4 separate regions of the Mus musculus genome follow, and all the other regions are linked to region 4. A link is a contact called in public HiChIP or PLAC-seq and promoter capture Hi-C data. All regions are on one chromosome and are shown on one strand. Each heading gives the region's core, a stretch centred on a gene start, on an enhancer-like site or on the middle of the called end of the contact. The rest is flanking DNA. Distances are from core to core; before and after follow the strand shown.

Evidence for each region. Promoter capture Hi-C pulls out the DNA fragments that hold promoters and counts their contacts. HiChIP or PLAC-seq counts read pairs in DNA pulled down with a chosen protein or histone mark.
Region 1: a promoter capture Hi-C map of stem cell-derived epiblast-like cells shows a contact between it and region 4, with 3 times the contacts expected there. The contact joins the promoter of Wfdc6b here to the promoter of Rbpjl in region 4. A contact is called at or near these places in 14 of 39 promoter capture datasets (the HPC-7 cell line, HPC-7-derived erythroid cells, cranial neural crest and 9 more), 2 of 15 datasets of contacts at CTCF or cohesin (embryonic stem cells and large pre-B cells), 1 of 484 Hi-C or Micro-C datasets (B cells), 2 of 115 datasets of contacts at active chromatin or transcription factors (embryonic stem cells and stem cell-derived neural progenitor cells) and 4 of 9 other capture datasets (adipose tissue, embryonic stem cells, liver and 1 more).
Region 2: a contact with region 4 is called in an H3K4me3 HiChIP or PLAC-seq map of embryonic stem cells, with 2.2 times the contacts expected there. The contact joins the promoter of Wfdc9 here to the promoter of Rbpjl in region 4. A contact is called at or near these places in 6 of 39 promoter capture datasets (the 3T3-L1 cell line, frontonasal cranial neural crest, hippocampal neurons and 3 more), 1 of 15 datasets of contacts at CTCF or cohesin (large pre-B cells), 2 of 484 Hi-C or Micro-C datasets (the HL-1 cell line and embryonic stem cells), 4 of 115 datasets of contacts at active chromatin or transcription factors (embryonic stem cells and large pre-B cells) and 2 of 9 other capture datasets (embryonic stem cells and liver).
Region 3: a contact with region 4 is called in an H3K4me3 HiChIP or PLAC-seq map of stem cell-derived neural progenitor cells, with 20 read pairs. The contact joins the enhancer-like site here to the promoter of Rbpjl in region 4. A contact is called at or near these places in 19 of 39 promoter capture datasets (the C10 cell line, the HPC-7 cell line, HPC-7-derived erythroid cells and 10 more), 4 of 484 Hi-C or Micro-C datasets (the AML12 cell line, embryonic stem cells, forebrain and 1 more), 17 of 115 datasets of contacts at active chromatin or transcription factors (bone marrow-derived macrophages, cardiomyocytes, craniofacial prominence and 11 more) and 3 of 9 other capture datasets (embryonic stem cells, liver and pancreatic islet).

Annotation. Positions count from the first base shown.
Region 1 is chr2:164,612,090-164,615,720 of GRCm38.p6, reverse strand. Wfdc6b (WAP four-disulfide core domain 6B) reads right to left here and starts at 2,021. Exons shown (of 4, transcript NM_001012725.2): 1 at 1,848-2,021; 2 at 696-830. The coding sequence starts at 1,968. Wfdc8 (WAP four-disulfide core domain 8) reads left to right here and starts at 2,095. Exons shown (of 8, transcript NM_001080550.2): 1 at 2,095-2,296.
Region 2 is chr2:164,653,310-164,656,473 of GRCm38.p6, reverse strand. Wfdc9 (WAP four-disulfide core domain 9) reads left to right here and starts at 1,508. Exons shown (of 4, transcript NM_001160414.1): 1 at 1,508-1,591. It overlaps Wfdc10 (WAP four-disulfide core domain 10), which reads right to left and starts at 428. Exons shown (of 2, transcript NM_001039501.2): 1 at 276-428. The coding sequence starts at 366.
Region 3 is chr2:164,148,777-164,151,895 of GRCm38.p6, reverse strand. Stk4 (serine/threonine kinase 4) reads right to left here. Exons shown (of 11, transcript NM_021420.4): 11 at 1-223. The coding sequence ends at 65. Among named protein-coding and RNA genes, the nearest start is that of Kcns1, 21 kb to the left of the region's middle. Within about 2 kb of position 1,410, at least 66 of the 459 cell types and tissues checked have an H3K27ac peak or open chromatin away from gene starts, as enhancers often do. A contact at or near this core is called in embryonic limb bud, oligodendrocyte precursor cells and stem cell-derived neural progenitor cells, where this site is marked.
Region 4 is chr2:164,401,543-164,404,670 of GRCm38.p6, reverse strand. Rbpjl (recombination signal binding protein for immunoglobulin kappa J region-like) reads right to left here and starts at 1,477. Exons shown (of 12, transcript NM_009036.1): 1 at 1,353-1,477; 2 at 110-212. The coding sequence starts at 1,374. Matn4 (matrilin 4) reads left to right here. Exons shown (of 11, transcript NM_013592.4): 1 at 1-180; 2 at 2,709-2,829. The coding sequence starts at 2,751.

The sequences.
Region 1 (3,631 bases), core at 772-3,271, 210 kb before region 4:
ACTCACACCTACCCCATGTTACACACACCTGCCCCATGTCACACACACCTCTCCTATGTTATACCTACACCTGCCTCATGCTACACCCACACCTGCCTCATGTTACACACACGCCTGCCCCATGTTACACACACATCTGTCTCATGCTATCCTACAGCCAGACACACTGTTGGTGTTTGATGAGTCTTTCATAGCCTCTGAGTATCTCAGAACAGCACCACAGGGCAGCCAAGAGATCACATGACCCAGTACCTACATCCATGTTATGAAAGAGAGAACGGAGTCCAAAATGGGAAAGCCAGGGCTGGATCAACAGCTCATTTCTACGAGCACCTACTGCCCTTTCAAAGGACCTGGGATCAGTGCCTAGCACCCATTTGGCAGCTCACAACCATTTGTATTACCAATTTCAGAGGATCTGCTGCCCTCTTCTCTCCTCCATGGGAACTGTATGGATGGGGTACCTGCTGTATTCACTCAGGCAAAACATATTTACACAGAAAATAATCATTTTTAAAAGAAAAGTCGATATTGTTTGATTCAAATACTTGAAGAAAAATGAAAAAGGACACTCTCCTGCCCAGCAGTGACATCACTCAACACCATGAGAATCTGGGTCACACACAAAACCCTAGTGACCCAGAAGACCCGGCAGTGCCAGATCAGAAGGGCGGGAACAGGGATGAGACAGGTACCTTCGCTGAGGTCCAGGCATTTCCTCCCACAGGCGAACAGGCAGCACCTTTCCTCCCCTGGACACTCTCTGTGTCGTAAACACTGGTTTCTTTCTTCAAAGTCACACTTTATTTTATTATACTTTGGACATGTTCCTATGGGAGGAGAAGACGTGGTCCTGTGAGGGGTTGAAGGAAACACTGTTCTCCCTTCCCAGTCCCAGGGCACGCCTGCAGAGTTCAGGAAGCTTGTTTGTCCCTCACCTGTCACTAGGAGGAGGCAACCCTCAGCAGCTCAGGGTTTTCACAACACTGGCCACATCTTCATCTGTAATAACTCAGCATCCAATCTCAGGACCTTCTCTATATAAGATTTTCCAGAGAGAGACCCAGCCCTTTAGAACTATCCTGAGCTTTGTCCTTGGTTGGCCCCTGTTGCTCTCACTGTTTGCCCAGATTGTTGTTTTGAAGGTTACTGTGACAGAGTTTGGAAAGCCTTGGTCAAGCAAGGTCCCGGGGTTAAATGAACAGTGGGTCATACTGATGAAGTACTTCCGGGGCACTTGGCCGTTCTCCTCACTCCTCACTCCTCACTACACAATTATGAGTGGGCCTGGACAGTGTTGCACACACAGAGCACGGGGAGGCTCCATGCAGAGCCACACAGCTCCCGAGGAGTGGTCTCAGAATTCACACCTGTCATGTGACCTCCTAAGCATCCACTTTCCACCACTGCCTTCAGTGCTCAGAATCTCCGTGCATCATCACGCTAAGGGACTCCTGGGGGCTGCACTTTAGCACCCAGGGAAGGTCCTCTGTGACACAGGAAAGCTTTGGGGAGCTGCAGTGGGCAGGTTTGGGAGCTGATGGGGGTGGTGCTAGGAAGAGGCTGGGCCTTCAGTGGAAATCCCTTTGGCTAGTTAATCCCCAGGTCCATTTAATGCACACTAGCCCCAGCACTTCCAGGAAGCATTCTTTATAATGGTGGGGAGTTAACCACCACAGACCAAAGAGCTGTGTCCAGCCAGGCCATCTTCCCAGGATATGGGGAAACACTGACTCCAAACATCACCCACCAGGGCCAGGGGCTGAGGTGAGGGAGACACTGTCACCTGCAGTGTGTTTTGTTCTCTAACCCCATCAAGTTTCTTAAGAACTGGACCCAGTACTTACTTATAAAGACCCCCTCTGCCAGCGCAGGTTCCTGGATGCTCCACAGGAGGATGAAGGGGACCAGGAATGGCAGAAGTCCCCAGAGTCTCATTTTAGGAAGCAGTAGCCTGTTTGGAGGCATTAAACCAGGAGGAGTTTGTCAGTGGCTCCGGCCTCTGCTGCCCCAACAGCCCAGGAAGCATCTCTGGACAGGAGCCAGCACGTTCCCTCCCCAGAGGCCGTCAGTGGACTCGCTGTACCCGCAGTGCAGACTGTGGGGAAAGGGATCTGGCATGCTGGTCAGGGCCTCTGCTGGCGGTTCCCTTCCCTCTCTCCATCCTTCTCTTTTCCTTGAGACAGGATTTGACCTCTCCCAGGCTGGCCTCAAACTTGCTATGTAGTAGAAGTTACTGATCCGTCTGCATCCACCTCCGCAGGACTGGGATCGCAGGTCTGCATCACCTCACCCAGTGAGTGTGGGGCTGGGGGTGGAATCAGCTCTTCACGCATGCTGGGCAAGCAACGATCAGTTGAGCTGCATACTGTCCTGGCCGCTGATTCTCCTCATCTCTGGGCTAATTATCTGTGGCTTTGACCCTGTGTCTCCTTTGTCTCCTTACAATGTCTCTCTGCCTAGGTCTCTTCCTCCTTCCCCTCAGCCCCCTGTGGATGTTCCCTCTCTTGTCTTTGGCTCAGACATCATCTTTAGTCACCACCCAAGAGTAAATTCTGTCAGGTGGACAGGAAGCCACCATTCCTGGTGAGCATCAGGCCAGGAGATGGCACCTCTAAGGCAGGAGAACAAGGGAAGCTGAGAGCCTCTGTCCCAAGTGCAGGTTAGCGGGGACCACAAGAAACAATGACTCAGTCAGCTGCAGGAGGGACTAAAAGTAGTTCTCTGATTGCTCTGGAATATTCCCTCAACTTAAATACTGAAGCTTTAGTGAAGGAGCGAATGCAGTGTGGGCACAATGTGAGCCATGCAGGGGTAAACTGAGGCAGGGACCGCTGGCAGCAGCCACATGCACTTGATGCACCCATCTACAACTGCAAGAGACAGTCCCACAGCGTCTGCTTTGACAAACCGTGCTAAACGTCCATCAGATAAAACCGACCATTTTCAGGTCAACAATTTCAAGCCCTTGTGATACTCATGAGATTGTGTGTCCTATCTGCTGGTTCTGAAATGTTTTTAATCTCTCCAGCTGTAAACCCTGTCTCATGAGCAATCACTCGCTAGCCGGCTGCAACCCACTCCAGCCCCTGAGACTGCTTCCCATCTTGTAGGGCTTCCTGCGGTTCCTGTCTTTGCCTGTGGTGAGTCTTCAGTCCGGCGCCTCACACACACGCTCCACCTCTGAGTTACATCCCTAGCCCTCTCTTTCCTTTCTTAAACTTTTAAGAGAGACCATTACTACCGTGCCCCAACTGGCCTTGGATATGTAATCCTCCTGCCTCCTGAGGATGTGATCACAGGCCTGAGCTACCATGCCTGACTTCTGCCCTGGACATTTCTTCTGTATGGAGTCATACAGTAAAGTATGTGTGTGGAGAGGGCTGGGGGTGGGGGGACCAGAAGGTAATTTCCGAGGTTGTTTGTTTTTTCCTCTTCTTTTCCTTGCTTGAGGCGGTCTCCTTGTACTTTGCTTCTGTAGCGTGTATTCCAGGGTAGCTCGCCCATCAGCTTCCAGGAAATTTGTCTCTGTCTCCTATCTCACTGTAGGAACACTGGCCTTATAGATGCATGCATTACTTTGTCCAGCATTCTATGGGTTCTGAAGATCTGGACTTAGCTCTCCTCTCTT
Region 2 (3,164 bases), core at 259-2,758, 250 kb before region 4:
GTTTAAGCCCTCCCAAGTACGAAAGTTTGCCCCCTGGATTTTCAACCATGGGGCCCCTTCCATCACCGTTTGTTTCTGAATCTTTGGAACAAAGGGTGAGAATCGCACGTTCACTGTGCACCTTATCACTGTGTCCGGAACCATAGCTGAGGGGCCGTGGTCACCCAGAGTCAGGACAGTACTGCGGAGCAGAGTATGCAGTCGTATCCCTTCTGGGTCTGTTCTCAGTTGCTCCTTGCCAGCTACCCACAAACCCTACTCATCCAACCACCTACCTTCATATCTCTGCCTTCGCTGGACCCCTCCGTCGGCTAGGGAAAGCAGCAACAGCACACCAAGGAAGAGCAGCAGATTCCTGGACAGCATAACTGCGACCCAGGCGGTGAGCTCAGATCTAGTCTGGATGGCAGACTTTCCCACAGCAGGACGGGGCCTCTCTACTGCCTCTGCTGGCCAAATCAGGGCAGAGCAGTAGCCGTCCTGTTTCTTCCCCTTTTCTTGCCCCTTGCCCTTTTTCTCTGTGGCTTTTCTCATAAACGAGATCTCTTTCAGCCCCCTCTTCGCGCTAACATAATTTCCTCACGATATATATAGTTTAGGGCTCAGGAGATTGAGTAAAGTGTTTGCAGATAAAGCTGACCTGGAGGCAAATGTCTGTGAGCCAGAGCCGGGATTGTTGGTAGAAACAGAAGGCTCTCAGGGTCCTGCCGGGCTGTCTGGAGCTGAAGCTGTGAGTCTTAGGGTTGGTGAGGAATTCTGATGTTTACCTCTAGTGTCCATAAAATAGACTCATTTTTAAAAAGATTTACTCTGTGTGTGTCTGTGTGTGTGTGTGTGTGCGCGCGCGCGCGTGCTCGCCACACGTGACACCAGGACATCAGATCCCCTGGAACTAGCATTATCCACAGTTGGGAACTGAACCCCCGTCCTCTGCGAGAATAGCAGGTGCTCATTACCACCGAGCCGCCTTTCCAGCCTCGATCCTGGTTCGCTATTATCTCAGTTTCCCCGGGCACGCCACACAGAGTCTCGTTTTGGCTCAGACCCATCTTCTGCCCTTTTTATTTAATCCTGTAACCGTCTCCCAAGATGCCTTTCCGTCAGTGATTTCACTTATGTCACACACACACCATCATGTATGTCCTAATTCACGATGTTCTGCAAGATGCTCAAGGCTGAGCAAGGTGGGGCTGTGGGCAGCAGGCAAGGAAGGGATGAGCAGGGATTGAGGAGTGCCCAGGAGATGGTTACAGTCTGCACATCCAGATCCATCCGCAGCACCGTAAAGACTCTGAAATTTTGTTCCTGGCTTTTTAAAATATCTTTTCTTTATCCTCTGACAACCTCATACCTGTGTATAATGTGTATTGATCCTATCCGTTCTCAACCTTCTCCACCCACTGCCTCTGAATTCTCAGTCCCCAATATGCCCACCTTCATGCCCCACACCCCCATCTCTGCATACCAGAGGACCTACATATCTCCGGCTTGGCCCCACCTCTTAAAGGTTATATCCCTCTTACTATTGTTACTCTGGGGACCACGGCTCCAGCACAGGAACCTTTGGGGAACAGACTACAAACCACAGCAGGTACCATTTTCCTCCTCATCAGTTTCCCCTCAGTGTGTTCCCACACTGTCACACTGGGGCTTCCAAACCCCGAGCTCTGTCTTTGTACGGTTCGTCCTCCTTGGCCAAGTGTGTGCAGTCTTAGCATATACTGTGCAGAGCACCAGTGTACACACACACACACACACACACACACACACACACACACACCTGTAATCCTGTAGGCCAAGTTGAGAGGAGTCTGCTCTTTGAGAGTGCTAGACCTCTTTGTGTGTGTGTGTGTGTGTGTGTGTATCTGTGTGTGTGTGTGTATCTGTATGTGTGTGTATCTGTGTGTGTGTATCTGTGTGTGTGTGTGTGTGTGTGTGTGTGTAACAGAAGAGGACATTGGGTACCCTTCTCTGTCACTCCCTACCTCATCCCCTTGAGATAGAGTCTTTCACTGAACTTGGAGATTGCCATTTTTCATCCTGCCTATGTGGCTAATGCTCCCTTTTCCCATCTGCCTTTAACACTGGGGCTACAGGTCTATGTGGCACTGCTAGGGTTTTTTTTAAATGTGAGTGCTGGAATCTGAACTCAGGTCCCACGTTTGCCCAGCAGTCTCTCTTACCCCTGTGTCACCTCTCCAGCTCCTACTGTCCTTCTCTCAGGCATTTGGTGAACACATTTCTCCATCCACCAAGCAACGATTCTGTGGCAAGATCCCGACTGTAGGGTTGATCCCTCTGTTTCCTTCCTTGTTTGCTAGAGGGCCATTTAGCTTTTATAAACACCTTCCCTATCCAGTTTCTTTACCTCTGTGAAACCTGGAGAGCGTTTGTGTTAGCTTGTACTTGGCCCATCAAAGGAGAACCAACACTGAGCAGGATGCGAAGTAAAAGAGGATGCATGACCCAAAGCCGAAGACGATCCTGCAGTTCTAACGTGCAGGAGGCTGAGGCAAGAGGGCTGTCAAACCTGGGCTACATGGTGAGACCATTTCTCAAAAAACATCACTACCAACAGAGGCAGGTGCCTTTGACTCCCTTCCTGTAGGTGAGCTTGGATGATTCAGAAAGACTCTGTACCCAGTGGCCGAGGAGTTCTGGATCAGAGATAAAGCTGTGGAAGACACACAGTGTCCCCAGCCCACACAGAGGTGCCGGCTACATCAACACAGCCCAGTGCTTTCACTTGAGAGAGTGCCAAAGAAATAGTCTGTGAGCTGACACGTAGCTCCTGAACTGAGCCCAAAACTCTGCTACCACAAAAGTCAACCCTAACTCTGTTTTTTTTTTTTGTTTTGTTTTTTGTTTTGTTCTTTTGTGCTCCGTTCCAAATTTGGACAAAAGAGCTGTCAGTCTGCTGTCACCTGTAGACAAGGGAGTGTAAAGCATGAGTTTTACGGCTGGCTTAGGTAATTTGTGCCTGGAGTTGTGTCAGCATCATCCTTGTGATATGGGTTGGGGGTGTCCTTGCTCCCCTTCTCTGGGATGGTTAAGAATACCAGCAGTGTGCAACGGAAGGGCATTGGGCATCACCAGGATCCAGAGAACCTTTCAGGGGGCTGGCTAAGGTGTTAAAGTAAGATCACTGTCTTTCGGCTTCTGCA
Region 3 (3,119 bases), core at 161-2,660, 250 kb after region 4:
AGAAGTGCTGGCTAACAGACATGAGTCTAGCAACCCAGAAGCCACCAAGGCTGGGCTGGTGTTGTCAGAAGTTCTGTTGCCTCCTCTTCTTGGCTTCAATGGCATCCAGGATTGGCTGCCGCTTGGACCGGTACTTCTGCCGGATCTCTTCCATTTCCTGTTCCATCATGGGGTCGAGGGCCAAGAGCCTCTTCTGAAGGTCCTCCACAGTCCAGCTCTTGAGCTAGAAGAGAAGTGAGAAAAGTCACCACAATGTCTGAGCTGAGAATCCCAGTCTCCTCCAGCATCCAGAGGGAAAGTGGGCAGGAGGATAGTGTGATCAGTCAGAATCAAGGAGCAGCGGCTGCTAGCAAGAGCTAATTCCAATGACCACAACCACAGAGCTGTTGAGACCAGGCATCCCTGAAAAACTCTGAAGTACATATTCATCATATACAGTAACTCGCTGACTCCTACTTCTTACCTAGTCCATACAAGTTCAGAGACAGTGCTCATGCCTGTGTCTGGAACTTACCTTCAGTGCAGATGAGCCTCCCCCCCATACCCCAGAGTCCCACACAGCCATACTAACCCCCACTAACATTCACTAGGTTGAAACCAAGCATCTGTGTGGGTCATCTGCATGTGGCTCCTGACCATGCGGGTACAACCTTTGGCTGGCAAATCCTTGAAATTTCAACTAATCTTATACACAGAGAGAAAGGGACAACATATACATTAAAAATATGGCTAGTGCTGACACGCTGAGCTCTGGGAGCCAGACAGATTGACTCCATTAATATTCTTGAGAAAGGACAGGAGTGTTCCAGTGTCCCTATGCTACAGGGCACACAAGCCAGGGGAGAGTGACTAGATAACCTGCCTGGCATCTCCCAGGGAGCATGCGGCAGCATCAGAGGGTAACCAGCAGGATGGCTCCACAGCCCATGTGAGCCAGCTCTGCAGAAAGGCAGGCCAGCACAGCCCAGCCCTATGCAATAACTCAAGTTCCAAACAGGACTTTTGAAATGCCAGCAGATTGGCAAATTGTGGTCCCAGGCTGGAGTGGTAGCACACAGCTGCAACCCCAGCACTTTCCCCATAAGCTGTTTGTGTCTACGGAGGGAGCAGTGAAGGTTCACAGGAGTTCCGTTAAGAATGAAATGGAATCTGCGCCCCATGTGTGGTGTTGCTGACTTTACGAGGGCAGCCTGACTTGCAGAGCTGTGAGTGAATGCTAGCCTTGTGCACACTGGGTGGCGAGCGTCCCTGTTGCTCCTAGGAAGTCCAGTGTTCCTAGAACTCACAGGCTCGCCGGAGTCTCACAAGGGACCTGTTGTGCTCACATTTATAAACTACCACAGCCCTCAGTCAGCCCCTTCCTGAGGCCTCCACAGGGCCGCGTTAGAGACGCTGGGAGAAGGAGTTTCTTCCCACCCACCTTCCTCAGGGGGCAGGGTGTGAATGACTGCTACAGTGGCCTCCCTAGAAACGGTTTAGTGTGACCTGTCACCACAGGAATTTTCTTTGGCTGGTTTCAGGGAAGTTTTCCGAGAAGCAGAAAAAGCCTACCAGTTGAAGATGAAGGGTTCTTTGTAATGGAGAATGGGAAGACCTGAGGGTGTGGGGATGCTGGAAGGCTGAGCTGAATAAACTGTCTTTTTTCCAGGCTGTGGTTTATACCACCTTGGAGGTTGATGTTTTTGGCCCAGGGACACCCTGAAGACTGTCGCTTGCCTAGTCTTCCGTGTTTTCAATTCCTCTTCCAAGAGAAAACACCCTAAACCCAATACTGAATGTTACAGGTCGCTAAGAACTTAATCCTCAGATCACTGCCTGTACTGGCTGTGACACCCTGAAGAAGCAACTTCCCTCTCGAGCCTTAGTCTCCCTGAACACACAGACGGTCTAGTTCTTCCTCCCAGACTGGACTGTGAGAAGATTCAGAGGAGGACATGAGTGCCACGAAACACTGTTAGCTCAGGACTTCCTACAGTGCATGTCGGACAGGTAGTGAGCTCTGATTCAAGAAATGCTAGTGATCACTGCCATTGTTACTGATAATCTCCCATAACCAAGCTGTTCGTGAGTCTGCTGCTTTAAGTAGGATCCCACAAGTGAAAAACAACACAGCACCTATTTCACCTCTCTGTGCTAATAATACCTAAAACCTGAGAGTTCCCACAAGGTTCAACAACTTGGGGTTGTTTGACAAAAATGTTTCATCCACACATTATGGAATATTCACTGAACTCCGACTACAGGTCAATCACTACTGATAATTCACAAGACAATTAAGTGAACAAAACAACAGAAGTCATGGCCCCGGTGAGGCAACACAGGTAGTGACAAGCACAATAAGTCAGTAATAACCCTGTAAAGAGGATGTATGCTTTGAGAAAAGACAGAGGAGAGGGAGGGAGGGAGGACAGAAGGAAGGAAGGGAGGGAGGAACAAAAGAAGAAAGGCAGGCAGGCAGGGAGGCAGGGACCTGGAAAGCAGACTTCCTTGCATGAGGACAGAGGGTAATGTAAGCTGAGGAAAATGCACTACCTTCTCAGACTCTGCGGGAAGTGCGGCATCTTAGAGATGGGCCTCAAGCATGACTCCTCACCTGCCTTTCCAGCTGTTAACAAAATTCGCACCAAACAGCTGCCTAGTCTAAAGCTTCTTATGGGTTCCTAGTTTCTAAGCAGCTCTGTTATCCTTGATTCTAACCTGGGGTGACAGACATTCTCGTTCTAACTCTGCCACCTTAAATCTAAACAATGACTGCTCTTAGTCCTCTGGGGGTTTTTATGCCTTCCCCATTAGGACACAGCCAGTAGGGCAGGGCTGAGGATTTGATCACACCATGCAGATATAGATTTTTCTGACAAACAAGCTCAGACAATAGTTTTATGGCGCCAGATATAGCATTTCACCTTCCTGGTCCTTGGTGACATAAATAAATTTCAAATGGTTCAGTAAAATGTCTGTACAGTTTTGCTAAATAAAACCAGCATCCAAAGGATCAGATTCTCATATGAGCAATCCAGGAAGTCTGAATGGTTTTCAGCAGACAGGAGGAACTCAACGTGAGTATCCTTCTAGGTTTACATATGTTCTCTATGCTGTGACTGCCACTCATACCTAGAGCC
Region 4 (3,128 bases), core at 228-2,727:
TCCCCCTCCCCACCCTCCCGCTCCAGGTTAAATGCAGCTGCCGCTTGGGCTCGCCCTGGCTGTCTGGCATTCCCCACTTAGGGCAACCTGCCCACGCCGCCGCCGTTACCTGGTCCAACTCCCCAGGAGGCTGGGCCCGTCGCTCTGTAGCCGCACCTCTGAGCTGTCCGGCAGGCTCAGGTGAGTCAAAGGGCCCGGGGGCAACGAGGGGTCTGCAGGGAAGCCAGCGTAAAACCCGTAGGGGGACAAGTCTTAACAGCCTACGTGTCCACGTCTAACCTGCAGTACCTTTTCCGATCCCCCTCTGGCAAGGCCAACAAAATGCAGGTCCTCCTTCCCTAATCTCCCTCCACGCCTGGCACCTTCCCAAAGTGTCCTTTCCGGATTAGCTCTTGAACTCAGACCTCTTTGGAGCGCACTTTCCTTGGGAATGCACTTTCCCTATCCTAAGGGCGTCCGAGAAATTTCCTCTTCAATGCAAGGATCCTTATCAGGAGACCTGGGCTCACTCTAATGGGCCACTACTTCAAAGCAAGCCTTTGAACGATGATGACTCTCTTTGCCCTCCCTAGACCGCCCCCCCCCCCCCCGTGGAACAGCGGATTTGGAAAGCTGAAATTGAGAGGGCAGCTGTTTTGACTTTCTAAGAGTCCTGAGGTGCAAGCGACATCAAGTGCGTGTTGACTTAAGCCAAGAGGAGCTTAAGGGAGCCCTTAGTCAAGAGCCAACCCTGAGTTTCAAAGGCCCGGTGGAGCTATACTCAGATGTTTGCCCTGGGGTGCTGGCTCCGCTCTGGCCCACTCTAGAAAAGGCTTGCCTTTCCTCCTACCTCCACCATCAAGCCACTGGCACATCTAGCTAGCTTGTCACCTTACCACCACAGACCCTGCCAGAAGGATTTTTGTTCTTCTACCCTCGCTGGAAAGCCAGAAGGGAGAAGAATCTCGGATAGGAAGCTGGTCTGGAGTCAGAGCCACGCACCGGCCTTGCTCAGAATGGGCTCATTCAAGGAACTGGGGGGTTGAGGGAGGGGCAGCCGTGGGTTAAGGGGCGATGGCCTGCTCTGCCAAGAAACCACAGAAAAATGGATAGAGCAGGCTCAGTGTGCCGTGTGGGGGTGGGGTGGGGAACGGAAGAAAGGCTTAGTGATTCTTAGGTGCAAGGGAACCAGGCTTCTCTGGAGGAAGAGACAGGGGTGGGGTGTAGGGGGGTGAGAGCTAGGTTTAGTTCTGTGCCTGGAGCCCAGCTGGGTAGTCTTATTGGGCAGCACATTTTCCATCCGTACAGTGTGTGTGTTCCCTTAGTGGTTCTCAAGGGACCTAGTTAGGCTACACAGGAAGGAGAGGGCTCACCTGTTGTCTCCCTGGGGTCCATGGCTGCTCATCGAGGCCCAGGCCGCTCTCTTGCTGCCCTCTGGGCACATCTACCGCCACTGACTTCGATACCGTTCACACATCTAAGCCCCGATCCGATCCTCACACTGGATTTATCCTGTCCAAGCCTTATCTTCAAGGTCCCGGGACTCCCAGCGGCCTGTTTGCTCTGGGCAGGGACACCTGCTGGGCAGATGTAGGCTTCCCACGGCAGTAGAAGCCAGACCCAGCAGGCGCCCCCTGGCGGCCTCTCCTAAGAGCAGGCGAGAAACAGACACCGAGGCGTGTCTTGTGCAGGACTCCACTCTCTGGCCTACCACTAAGAACCCAGACCCCAAGAGCTGCTCTTTGGCGTGTGGCACGGGTTTGGGGGAATATGGGGAATGATTTCTGTCCGCAGAAGAAGAGAGTGTGGAGCACCTTAGCTGACTCACACACCAGATAGACAGGACTCTATCTCGGCCGCAGCCACTTTCCTGCTATAAGGCGTTGGGTAGCAGCATTTAATTTCTTAAAGCCTATTTCTGAATAGGGAGAACCGAACCAAAACAGCCTTAAATGTCGGAACTACAAAGAGGGTCAATGCCACAACGGAAAAGCACATTTAGCACTATATCTGGTATTTAGGAAGGGGTTCTTTCGGGGACTGGCAAGATGGCTCAGTGGGTAAAGGTGCTTGCTGTCGGGACTGACCACCGGAGTTCAGTCCTGTTTAATTCTGGGACACACACAGAGGAAGGAGAAAACGGACTTCAGCGAATTGCCCCCTGACCTCCACACGTGTGTGCCATAGTGTGTGAGCACACACCATATACATGTATATATATGTAACACACACACACATATATGGTGTGTATGCTATATAATATATATGATGTGTATGATCTGTAATATATATCATATATATGGTGTGTGTGTATATATATATATACACACATATGTATATAATTTTTTAATACAAGCGTTTATCTCCTTTTGAGTTTTATGTATTTTTATCTACTTCTTATTAACTTAGTGCCCTGTAGTTCTGTAAAATGCCATTTTTTACAAAGGCTCCTCTGTGAGTTTCAGCAATCCCAGTGTGGTGACATCAAAAAATTATCATGAGCCTTTTTGTTTTGTTTTGAGAAAGAATCTCACTATGTAGCCCTGGGTGGCCTGGAACTCACTATGAAGAACAGACTGGTCCTCAAACTCCCAGAGATCTGCCTGCCTTTGCCTCCCGAGTGTGCAGCTATGCCTGGCAAAACATTTTGAACATACGCAAAGCCAGAGTGTTCATCCCCTGCAATAAAAGCACCGTCAAAACTGTTGCTTTGCGACCTTCTTTTCTAGCTGCAGGCTGTGACACTGTGGTTCGTCATCCTTCCAAGCACCATGAGAGGCCCCTGCTGCTGGCCACTCTCTCTGTTGCTGCTCTTCCTGCAGTCCTGGGAAACTCAGCTCCAGTCTGCAGGTGAGTTGGATCCCAGCCCTCACCATGGGAGGAAGGGAGCAGCAACGTTCTCTATCCACAGTGAGCCAGGGTTGCCAGGAGGGGTTGGCACACTGGTGGAAGGATGGGTGTGTGTATGGGGGGGGCGGGCTTTAGAACACAGGCTGGATTCGGGCTTCATCCCTCCCACTTCATCCCTCGGGCGGGCGCTGTTTCCTCAATTGTAGTATGTGGCATAGTTTTGGGTTCATTCGGTGTCGACTTTTATTGAAGCTTATTGAAACCATGGAAAAATCAGGAGACTCCACATTAAAAAACAA